2 separate regions of the Anas platyrhynchos genome follow, and region 2 is linked to region 1. A link is a contact called in public Hi-C data. All regions are on one chromosome and are shown on one strand. Each heading gives the region's core, a stretch centred on a gene start, on an enhancer-like site or on the middle of the called end of the contact. The rest is flanking DNA. Distances are from core to core; before and after follow the strand shown. Region 1 overlaps LOC101794316 (tyrosine 3-monooxygenase). Region 2 overlaps PARPBP (PARP1 binding protein).

Region 1 (5,553 bases), core at 2,189-4,688:
GGTGCATAGAAGAATAGAGGAATTGCCTAGACTGGGTCAGACTCATTGTTTATCTACCCTTATCTTCAAGTGTGTGAGGTACCAGAGATTTCATACTAGGGAATAAGAAATTCCACAGGTCCAGCTTAAATAGTGAACAAGCATCACAGAAGAGCCAGGTGCTCTCAGACAAGGGTAGAGTTGGGGAGTGTTCCCTTACCAAACTCCTGTTTATCATCTTTTCCACATGCTGTGGAGGAAATGAGAGAGAACCCTAGGATTAGTAAACTAACCAAGGACTGAAAATGCAGGTTCTGTTCCCTGCTTGACCACAGGGATCATGTGTGACCTCAGACACATCATTGACATGACAAATGTGTGTTAACATGCTAGAAATGTAAACTGAGGTTAGTAGGACTTCTATACCTCACATCACTGCTGTGTGACTAAACACAGAATCACAGAATCACAGAATTGAAGGGATTGGAAGGGACCTCGAGGTCCCTTCCAAGATCATCGTGTCCAACCCCCCTACCAAAGCAGATTCCTTAGAGCAGGCTGCCCAGGTAGTCATCCAGACAGGCCTTAAATATCTCCATAGAAGGATGAGCAGTTGGGTGTTTTTATGTTACCCTAACTGGACCCATAATGACAAAAGGTACATGTTGATAATGATAAGCCAGGATGTTCCTACTATCCTTCAGTGGAAGGAGCTACTGCAATGGGACCTGAAGGCCCACTACAACTGTTTACCTGCAGTGGGTGTGTAAAGCAAGTAACCATAGCAAGTCCTAAATTCTGTCTCACTTTCCTTTTCTGCAGAAAGAACAGGTTTCCAGCTGAGACCAGTAGCAGGGCTGCTGTCTGCTCGTGACTTCCTTGCCAGCCTGGCATTCCGTGTCTTCCAGTGCACCCAGTATATAAGACATTTCTCATCTCCTATGCATTCCCCAGAACCGTAAGTTTGATACCATGGCACAATCCTGTCCTTTGAATGTGTTGGAAATAATTCTCTTGGGAGAAACTCTGGGTCTCTATCCAGTATTCCACAGAATGAAACAATCTGAGAAACTGGTAGCTGGAGTTTTAGAGGGGGAAGTCATGCATGAGAGGGTGTGGGTCTCTGTGTCTCTTACAAAGTTGTCTGGAGAAGGAAAAGACTGGAGAATATCTGGTTTAATCTTTTCATCCTGCCTTCATTTACCATCTGCTGGGGTTTGATTCCCTGCTGTGAAACTCTCCCAGTAAGTGCTGGCCAGACAGCAGCAATTACATTTCATGAGAAATTACAAGTTCACACAGACGTTTTTGTTGTATGCTGGGACAAAACAGGGTCTTTTCAAAGATGTTGTGACATAGGAGACTATTGCCCATGCCATCCCAAGTGAGACAATAGCCAGTGTAGTGGGGGGCAGCTGGATCCCCATGGCAGAAGGGAATGCTTTGTCAAACTCTCTGCAAAGCTCGGCCAGGTACAGAGGCACCTACTGCAGAGTAACTAAAACAGTTGCAATCCTCACACTAGCTCCCTTGGGAGGTCTGTTGGCTAAAGCCTTTCATAGGATGTTCACGTAGAGCAGGGAGAACAAACAAACAAACAAACATACAAACCACTTTAATTAAATGTGAAGGTCACTTGTTTTCCAGAGACTGCTGCCACGAGTTGCTGGGTCATGTTCCCATGCTAGCCAATAAGGAGTTTGCCCAATTCTCCCAGGTAAGAAGCTTGTTCTGCTAGCTGTTAACCAATTGCTCTGGGTAGCAGGCCAGACAAGCCTCAAAGGCAGGCAGCTCACCGTGCTTGAAATGTTATTTTAAGACTTGGGTGTGTCTGAGTCACAACCTCCAGCAGTAGTGGGCTAGCAGTGCCTGAGGAGATAAATACTCCAAGGGAGTGGCGCACAGTGGAGCACTGCTCCCTGTGGACATTTTGTAAAAGGAAGGGCAAGCAGTGTTGGTGGGACATCTCTGTGGGAGAGCCAAGTCAGCCTGCAGCAGGATGCCAGTGGAGCCTCTGCAGTGCTGCTTGTTTGAGCTGTATAGACTATCTTATTCCCCAAGCTTCCTGTCTGATGCCACACCAACCAACCCAACCACCAACAGCCATCACGCCCCTAAGCTGGCTCTGCCTCTGGATGTACATTTTTTATCTCACATGATACTTTAATTGTGTCCATCACCATGTCATTCATTTGAGATGTTTTTCCTTTTACAACTCACCAGATTCTCACAGCATTGCTCACACTGGCGAGGAGGCTCCAAAAAGAAAACAGAGCTTCTTTGTACAAAAGAGACCATTTGGTATGAGCTGTCAGTGTCAGACCCAAGTGAACTCAATGACCTTGTGCAACTAAAGACTTCAGAACTATACGTGTGCCTCAAAACCATAGCAGAGGGATAAAGATAACTCGTATTCTAGGGTTATCAATCAGTGGCCAGTGTGGAAACTGACAATAAGTGCAGAGGGGTTATATGATGTTGATCCCTGATAGAATATCTGAAAATAAAGCCACTTCACCTCACAATATGTGGTTTCCAATTGCATCAACTTGGATACATGCCAGTTTCCATTCTGGTCATATATATTGGCTATTATCAGATTCAATATAGTAGTTGTTAAAGTATCCTCAAGGTCTGTAATTGTCTTTGGAAGAACTCTCCTCAGTTCAGTTCAACACCAGAACTGAAGACACCTTAGAAAAGACATTATAGCAATCTCAAACCTTTCAGCTTTACTCTTTCTCTGCCTGTAACACAGACTATACAACATGGAATAACATTAATTTTCACAATTTGCATTTCACGTTTTCAAAAAGTATTTTCACAGCTGAAATTCACCCCATAAACATTCATTTTTATTCCATTCAACATGAAAAGATGAATGAGGAATAGGGAATAGCTTTGTTTGTCTGCTGCACAATACAGCTCCCAGGATAGTTAAGAGGAGACACCTACAGTAAATTATTGTGGGAACAGTAATTAACAGAGAACATAGTTGTGAGTACACAGCATCCTCCCTGCATGTATCTGACATACCGATAAGGGCTGTCAGAGAGAGAATGAGAGACTAAAAGGTATGGAAAAAATAAAACCCACCTTCCAGTCCTTACTTCTCATTCCTCCCTTCAAATCTGTGCCTGAGATAGTCCAGCATTAAGCCAAGAGATGGTTAACTTTACACAGAGAACTCTGAGGATTAAACACTCATCTAATGTGGCTCCCAGTGGTATGTAGCTGGGGGCCAGGGAGAGGTAGGCATCCTGGAAGCCATGGAAGGTCATTTTGGGTGACAAAAACAATGAATAGTTCATGCTATTCATGCTAGAAATGATGTGGTCCTCCCCCTTCCCCTCTTTCTCTCCCTTGGGCTGAATAATCACACTGGTGTAACACTGACTGCTTGCTTACTTGCTTTAGGATATTGGACTGGCTTCTCTTGGATCATCTGAAACAGAGATTGAGAAACTAGCCACAGTAAGTACAGACAGCAGTTTAGTATCAGAGGCAAAAACCAAAGGACTCACTTCGTATTCCTCACTGTTCAGGGAAGGCTCTTCTTTAGTGTCTCGGCTTAGCTACACAAAAATAGGAGCAGCAGCAGAATTGTCTTCTCCTCATCCACAGGTTAGGGAGGTGCTGGAGCAGGAGCTGGAGTCCCTCCAAGGGAGCCCAGAAGCACATGATTCCACTTTGAGGAAATACTTACACTTTTTGCTGCCATAAGAGTATGTTTCTGAAGCTGAGCCTCTACAGTTTCAGCAATGGGAGGGTTCTGACTCACTTTATAGATTCATCTAATTGACTGTATACTCGATGTGATTATATGTATACTCGATGGTGCAGGGGGCAATCAGAATTCAGGGTGCCCTTTATTTGCTAATCTCACGAAATAGGTGAGCTCTTTGGCAGCAGGTACTCTCACTTGGTTCTGAATCCCTAGGCTGTATACAATCTGTGAGAATGACTCATGCAACCTGTAGCTCCCATCTTAGTCTGAAAATATGCTGGAGGCCAGATTTTTTATTTTATTTTATTTTTTTTTCCGATAATAGCAGCTATTTCACTGTCATGATTATTTTTTTCAGGGGAAGAAAAGAGTCTTAAAGGGTAAAGTTAGCAGAACAATGGGTGCTAGATCTGAAATTTTCAGTGTCATCTGGGGTTTAGGGAGGTAGAACAAAGGAACCTTTTTTAAAGAGTTACGTGCAGTTCAGAATTCGTGAGAATAGCATTTACTAAGTACCATTCATGTATTCAGAACAGTAAACATATTCTGGATTAACCACTCAATCTTCATTTTTTTTTTATAAAAAGTTCAGACATCTAATCTAGGCTCCTTTTTAATGTTTCTTCATCAGAAAGTGAAAATAGAGAACTTTTAATGCTTTCTCTACCGAGACATAGATGTCTACCATAAATTCTTGTTTCTCTCTAGAAATCCCTATCATTCTCCATTCATTACAAAGAGTTATCTATCTTAGGTAATATGGCAATATCTAAGCTACCTAAGAGTTTCTTAAAAGAATCATGACTTTTTTCATGGTCTATAACATATGTACAACAAATGTTGAAATGACATTAGTTCCTTCAGTTCCATGAGTTTTCTAAGCAGGTAGATCCATACACAAGAGATGGAAAGTTAAGAGTAGTCACGTTCTCCACAGTGGGCCACAAATACTGTGTCTTGTACCCTGTTAAGACACTAAGAACCAAAAGAACCTCACTAAGAGCCAAATAAATGATATCTAAGGAACGACTTAAAAACAATAAATAAATTAAAAAATCCTTCTCCGAGAGCATTGTCCCATGTCTCACTGTCACTTTCTGCAAAATCATGAGATACTTGAAAGGCTTTTCACTGGAAATAGTAAGAATCAAGATTATTAACACAAGAATAATGGAGAATTATCACTGGAATTTTAGTAAAAGCAGCTCTGAGTTTTGCAAAAAGAAACATCTTGGCATGGTGCTTCTTTAGTTGTAAATTTGTAGGCTAAACCCCAAAATCATCAAAATCAGAAGATGCATATCAAAGAAGGTTGGGGAAAGAAAGAGAAAGAGAGTGACAACATAGACAGAATATAGTTTCACATTATTTTGTGAAGTGCTTGCAATTCTTTGAGAAGGATGCTGAGAATGCTAACCTGAACCCTGCAAATGAAGCAGCAAAGAGCTATGTGTCTCTTGTGTCCCTAAAGTGACCCTGAAGAGTTGCAGCACAAAACCATATTCTTGAGTTGTATTTTGTTTTCCGTGTTTTGCACAACAACTATCCATCAGCTTAGGGGTCAAGCTGTGCAGAATTGTTCTTCCACTGTTCATTTCCTTAGATAGTATAATAAAGGAAGGGCTAACAGGTTACCAGAGCCAACAATTGCTTTTATCCCATCACTGTCCAGCAGGTAAAGGAAGTATGGTCCCAGTCGTGCTTTATTGCAAGAAAAAAAAAAAAAAAAAGATGCATCTTTATTTTCTATTGCAGCAAGATGATGATGGAATTCGTATAATCTTAAAGGGTACATTGCTGCTAAGGAATAAGTCATTCCTCAGTTCTGATGAATGCTAGAGAAAGGA
Region 2 (5,553 bases), core at 1,946-4,445, 270 kb after region 1:
AGCTAGACATCTTGGCTCAGTCCCAGAGCTACATCATTGGCATATGCAAGAACTGGTGGAAGAGTCCTGTGACTGATGTGTTACAGCGGATGGTTACAGGCTCTTCAGAAAGCATGAACAGAGCAGGCATGGCAGGCGGGTGGCACTGTAATGCAGGGGCTGGACTGTATGGAGCTTGCAGCTCTCATTAACACGGTTGAGAGCCTCAGAGTAAGGATTAAGGAAAAAGCAAAAAAAAGCAGATGTCATTGCGGGAGTCTACCATAGGCCACCCAGCCAGGTTGACAACATCAATAAATTATTTTTTAAAGGAATTAAGAGAGACCTTTTGATCAGAAGCCTTTGTCCTTATGGGTGACATCAAAACTGAGAATACTGCATAGCTGGTACAAAAAGATCCAGGAGATTCCTAAAACACTTTGACTGTAACTTCTTAGTACAGGTACTAAGGAAGTCAACTAGAAAAGGCGCCCTCCTAGATTTGTTTGTAAAGAGGGAGGGTCTCAGGGGTGAAGTGATTGGTGGCTGTCTTGGCCACAGTGACCATGAAGTTGTAGAGCTGAAAATCCTTGGTGATGGGAGGAAAACTGCCACCAAAACTTCAGCCCTGCATATGGGGAGAACAAACTAGGCTGATCAGGGAAATAGTTGGTAAGGTCCCCTGGGAAGCTACTTCTGAAGGACCATCAGTGCTGGTCGCTTTTTAAGTACCACCCTTTAAGAGCACAGGAACAGGCAATCCAAAAATTGCAAAAGTCAAGCAAGCAGGTGGTCAGCTTGGCTGAGCAGGGATCTTCTGGAGCTTATAGGGAAAAAGGAAGTGTCCACTGGAAGCAAGGTCAGGCAACATGGGAGGACTACAGAGGCGCTGTTTGTCAGTATAGGGAGAAAATTTGTGTAACCAAAGCTCAATTAGAATTAAGAGTGGCCAGTACTGTGAGGGGCAGTAAAAAGGGCTTTTTAAAGTATGTTAAAAGCAAAAGGAGGTCCATTAGTTGATGAGGATGGTTACCTCACAAATAGGCAGATAGACAAAGCAAAGACTCTTAATGCTTTTTAAGAGTCTTCAACACCATCTGTCTTCAACATCAGTGATGGGCTCTGAAATCCCTGGGGCCCTGAGATAGAAGACCATGACTGTGCTAATAATAAATTCCCAACCCATCCCAAACTTGCACAATATTTGCTGCTCTACCTGCTGTTTGTAATTTTAAGGGGTCCAATTGGATTCTACTGTTAAAGAGTGTAAAAATGAAGGCTATAAAAATGGTGAAGGGTCTAGAGAACAAGATGCATGAGGAGTGGCTGAAGCCACTTGGTTTGTTCAGCCCAGAGCAGAGGAGGCTGAGGGGAAGCCAGATAGCAGCCTGCAGCTCCCTCACAAGGGGAGTGGAGGGGCAGGTGCTGAGCTCTGCTCTCTAGTGACAGCAACAGGACCCAAGGGAAGAGCATGGAACTGCGACAGGGGAAGGTCAGGCTGAGTGGTAGGAAAAGGTTCTTCTAATAAAAAAAAAAAAAAGTAAGAGCATGGAGCAAGACTTCTTGGAAATAATTTCTGAGTACATGAAGGAAAAGGTGGTGACTGGTAAGTACAGGCATGGATTTTAAATCAGCTTGCTCCCAGTTATAAAATTACTGGTTTTACAAACAAGGTAAATGCCATTCATCCTTCTTCCTTTGCCTAGAGGAAGGCTTTCACTGTCAGACAGTACTGCCATATGCGACTTTGGATATTGCAGACTGAATAGATAGACAAGTTTGGAAGACGTAGTCTGTTCATTCAGACTTTGAGTGAAAAATAGACTGAGAGCAGTAGTTAACACATTCTGTGGAACACCATAGGGGGCTAACCCAGAACCTGCTTTTTTATTTAAAAATATATGTACTTATATTTGTCAGTGGCCTAGAGGTGGTGATAAACTATACGCTCATCAAGTTTGCAGATGACACCAAATTGGGTGGAACAGTCAACATGCTTGAGGGAAGAGCTGCCATGCAGATATACCTAGGTAGACTGGAAGAAAGGGGTGACAGGAACCATACAAAATACAAAACAGGAAATACAAAGTCATATAAAGGGATAAGTCCTTGCAATGATACTGGCTGAGCAGCAGCTCCGTGGAAAAGAAGTTGGGAGTCTTGGTGCATGTTCAGCAAGCTAAACAAGCCAGGAGTGTGCCTTGGCAGCAAAGAAGGCCAACAGTATCCTTGGCTGCATCAACAGTAGCGTAGCCAGTAGTCTGAAGAATGTGATTATCCTTCTCTAATCAGCACTTATTGGACTGAATTTAGAATACTGCATCCAATTTTTGGCCCCCCAGTCCAGGAAAGACATTGATAAACTGGAGTAAATTCAGCAGAGAGCTGCCAAGATGGTCAGGGAGACATGCCCTATGAAGAGAAGCTAAGGGAACAGCTTGTTCAGTCTGGAGAAGAAAATGGCTTCAGGGGAATCTACTAATAGCCTTCTGATACCTACAAGAAAGTAATCAAGAAGATGAAGCCAGGCTCTTCATGTTGGCTGTTAGCAGACAGAAAAGAGAGAACAGGCACAAACTGAAACCAGACAGGTCCCAACTGGTTTCAGGGAAGAAAAAAGTCACCATGAGGACACTCAAGTAGTGGAACAGGTTGCCAAGAAAGATGCTGCTGTGTCTGTCCTTGGACGTTTTCAAAGCCTGACTGGATAACGCCTTGATTATCCTAGGCTGACCTCATAATTGACTCTGCTTTGAGCAGGATGTTGGATCAAAAACTTCCTGATGTTCCTTCCAACCTGAATTATTTTACAATCTTAAGTTTAAAGAGTCTTATAGACACTGCTTTGCACATGCTTACAGTTTTCCAGCAACTTTAGAACACAAAACTCTAGGGCTGTGTGAATACTAACCAATTAATCCAAACATTCAGAACAAGATCAAATCAAGTCTCATATGCTTTCTATCCTAAAATACTACTGTACCTACAGCTACAATCACAGTTTCACAAAAGCAACTTGAGTAATAGCATTTTCCCTACTACCAGACAGCTCAATGCACTAATTCACAAGCATAGTCAAGTCAAATTGTATAACTTCTAAAATCGACTGTAGAAGACTATTTTTGGGCCTGAACCGAAGACCCTCTCCAAAGCATCACGCTCACTCAAAGGTGTTGAAATGGAACACTTAATACAGCTGTTAGGCTTAAACTACTAGTACTGTGAGCTGTGCAATAGTGTCACCTAGTGGCCAGTACTCTTACAACGAAATCAGGGCCCGATTCAAGAAGAAAACTACTGCCTGTCTACCAACTTTACACTAGTTTTGTAGAGTAGCATATATATATATATATATATATATATATATAGACACATGCATACGAAGCAAAAATCACAGCAACAAATAAGACTAAACTGAGTCATGGAAAAGCATAAGTCACACACAGCTTTTATGAACTTAAAACGTCATTCCAGAAATAGAAAAAGTTCTTTCGGGAAGCAAGAAGCATTATTGGTCTAAAAGAAAAGGAATGATGGATGAGTACTGCAGTCTTTTGTTTATACCATCATAAATGAGGCTCAAGATCACCAGGTGTAAAATCATCTACTTCAATTCCAAACACAACATTGATACATTTCTTGTCAAGAGACAAGAACAAGTAAATGGGGATCTTGCATAATATACTTTGTGAGCGTTGCCCAAGTCTATGTACAGCATTTATAAATAGTTTTAGGGTTACAAGTATTAGAGCACCCCCAAACTTGAAGAACTGTTCATGCTACTGATTTTTGAAGTATTTGTAATTTCTTCTGATCTTGCACAACTGGAGAATGAGGAGAGGCAAACTTCAACTATTTCAACATTCCAGAGACTTATAAGAATGCTTGTTCTCTTGTTCTGCTCATTGCACACTCCTCAAAACTACTGAAATTCGTTGAATCTTTGCATTTCTGTGGCTATCAGGTCTGCTTAAACTTTGTGCCACACTTGAATCAAATAAGTTTCATGAGATTTCCACTATCCTACAGCTTTCATCTCATCTACTGTTCACTTTCTTTCTTAGATGAAAGACTTGAGCGTGAGAACATTTGTTATTCTCCATAGATTAGCAGACAATTGGTTGCACCATATCTATTACATTCAAAATATTCTTAAGCACATCCCATCAATGTCCAACACTCTCAACTAAATTTCTAGGTTTTAAAAGAAAGAACATGACTCAAGCAGATGAAGAAAGTCTTTTTGACAGATTGTGTTCCACAATCAACTCAGCATTTATTTGGCTACTCTGTATTTTACAGAAGTTCAAGTTTCATAGGGTTTCCACTTTAACAAGCTCAAACAGTGAAGTAACAGACTTCAAATTATTAAGTAAACAGCCAAAAATACTGCATGTTTCTTGTAGCATAGAAAATACCAAGACCTAATTTTGTAGCTTGGCTAACATTTACAGCAAAGAAATAGCAATGTCACAGACAGATTGCCCAGTTTGCTCTCAAATTTCTGAGCTGGCTTCTAAAGACTAAGCAACTAAAAATTTTGCACTGTTGCTTTTTTCTCTGCTCTTCAGACTGCAGTAGTAACAGAAGTAGAGAAACTTCTTTTGCAGAAGTACTTCTAGAATTCATAACACCTGTAAAAAAAATCACAGACAGGACATGCAGGCTGTCCCCACTCACATGGCTTACTGAAAACTTAAGGAAAATTGAGTGGCTTCTTTTTGTTCACCAACGTTGCAATCCTTACGGTTTTTGAGGACTGCAGCAGACTAATGAAGATTCTTCTGAAGACAGCCAACCAAGTGGTACATTTCTATAACCACTTAGCTACTACATAAATATAGAAACAAATAAACACAATAGTAGTATTTTACATCTTGTGGTTATAAACCCCATAAAGAGTACAAGAACAAAAAATACATAGTACAGCCTGCTTTTATTCTTGGTCAGTGACACAAACAATGACACCTACACATATACATGCAATCTACTGAACATGATAGAATTTTCTATTTACAGAACTTATATCCTAAAGTGAAAGATATTGTCATACCACCTATATGGAATGAAAATAGGAACTAGAATGATGAAGAAAAGGACAGCAGGGACAGCAACAGGGATTAGAAAATAATTACTAAGCTCTAGAGAATTCTTCCAGTTACACTGCAATTTTTCCAGCTACTTTGATTTTTCTTACATGCTTTAAACAGATGGGTAATTAATGCAATGTAGCATTTTATGTTACACCTTGCTGAGTCACACAAACCTGCAAAAGTGGTCTTTCCACCCTAAAAGATAAGTCCGTACATAAATGTTTCTCCTTTTTTCATTTTTATGAATGTATAGTGCCAGACATGATTTAAATGTAGAAAAAAGCATACATTGGAAGTTGACTCGGAAGTTTTCTTTAACAATCACCACAGACAGCATGCCTCAGGCATTCAAGATGTTCAAATGAAAGAAACAAGTAGCAGCATTAAAAATTAAAACAAAAACTGAAAAAAAAAGAAATTACAAAGATACTTCCAACATCAGTGGAATCTGAATGGTAATAATGTCTATGGTTTGCTTACA

What was found. A called contact is a pair of places that touch in the nucleus more often than the background predicts.
Region 2: a Hi-C map of liver shows a contact between it and region 1, with 4 times the contacts expected there. The contact joins two enhancer-like sites. A contact is called at or near these places in 2 of 8 Hi-C or Micro-C datasets (liver and skeletal muscle).

Annotation. Positions count from the first base shown.
Region 1 is chr1:58,479,378-58,484,930 of IASCAAS_PekinDuck_T2T, forward strand. It overlaps LOC101794316 (tyrosine 3-monooxygenase), which reads left to right. Exons shown (of 12, transcript XM_005022557.6): 7 at 802-937; 8 at 1,627-1,696; 9 at 3,397-3,453. Among named protein-coding and RNA genes, the nearest start is that of PAH, 63 kb to the left of the region's middle. Within about 2 kb of position 3,439, at least 1 of the 8 cell types and tissues checked has an H3K27ac peak or open chromatin away from gene starts, as enhancers often do.
Region 2 is chr1:58,752,901-58,758,453 of IASCAAS_PekinDuck_T2T, forward strand. The region is part of intron 6 of PARPBP (PARP1 binding protein); the gene reads right to left. Among named protein-coding and RNA genes, the nearest start is that of NUP37, 17 kb to the right of the region's middle. Within about 2 kb of position 3,196, at least 1 of the 8 cell types and tissues checked has an H3K27ac peak or open chromatin away from gene starts, as enhancers often do.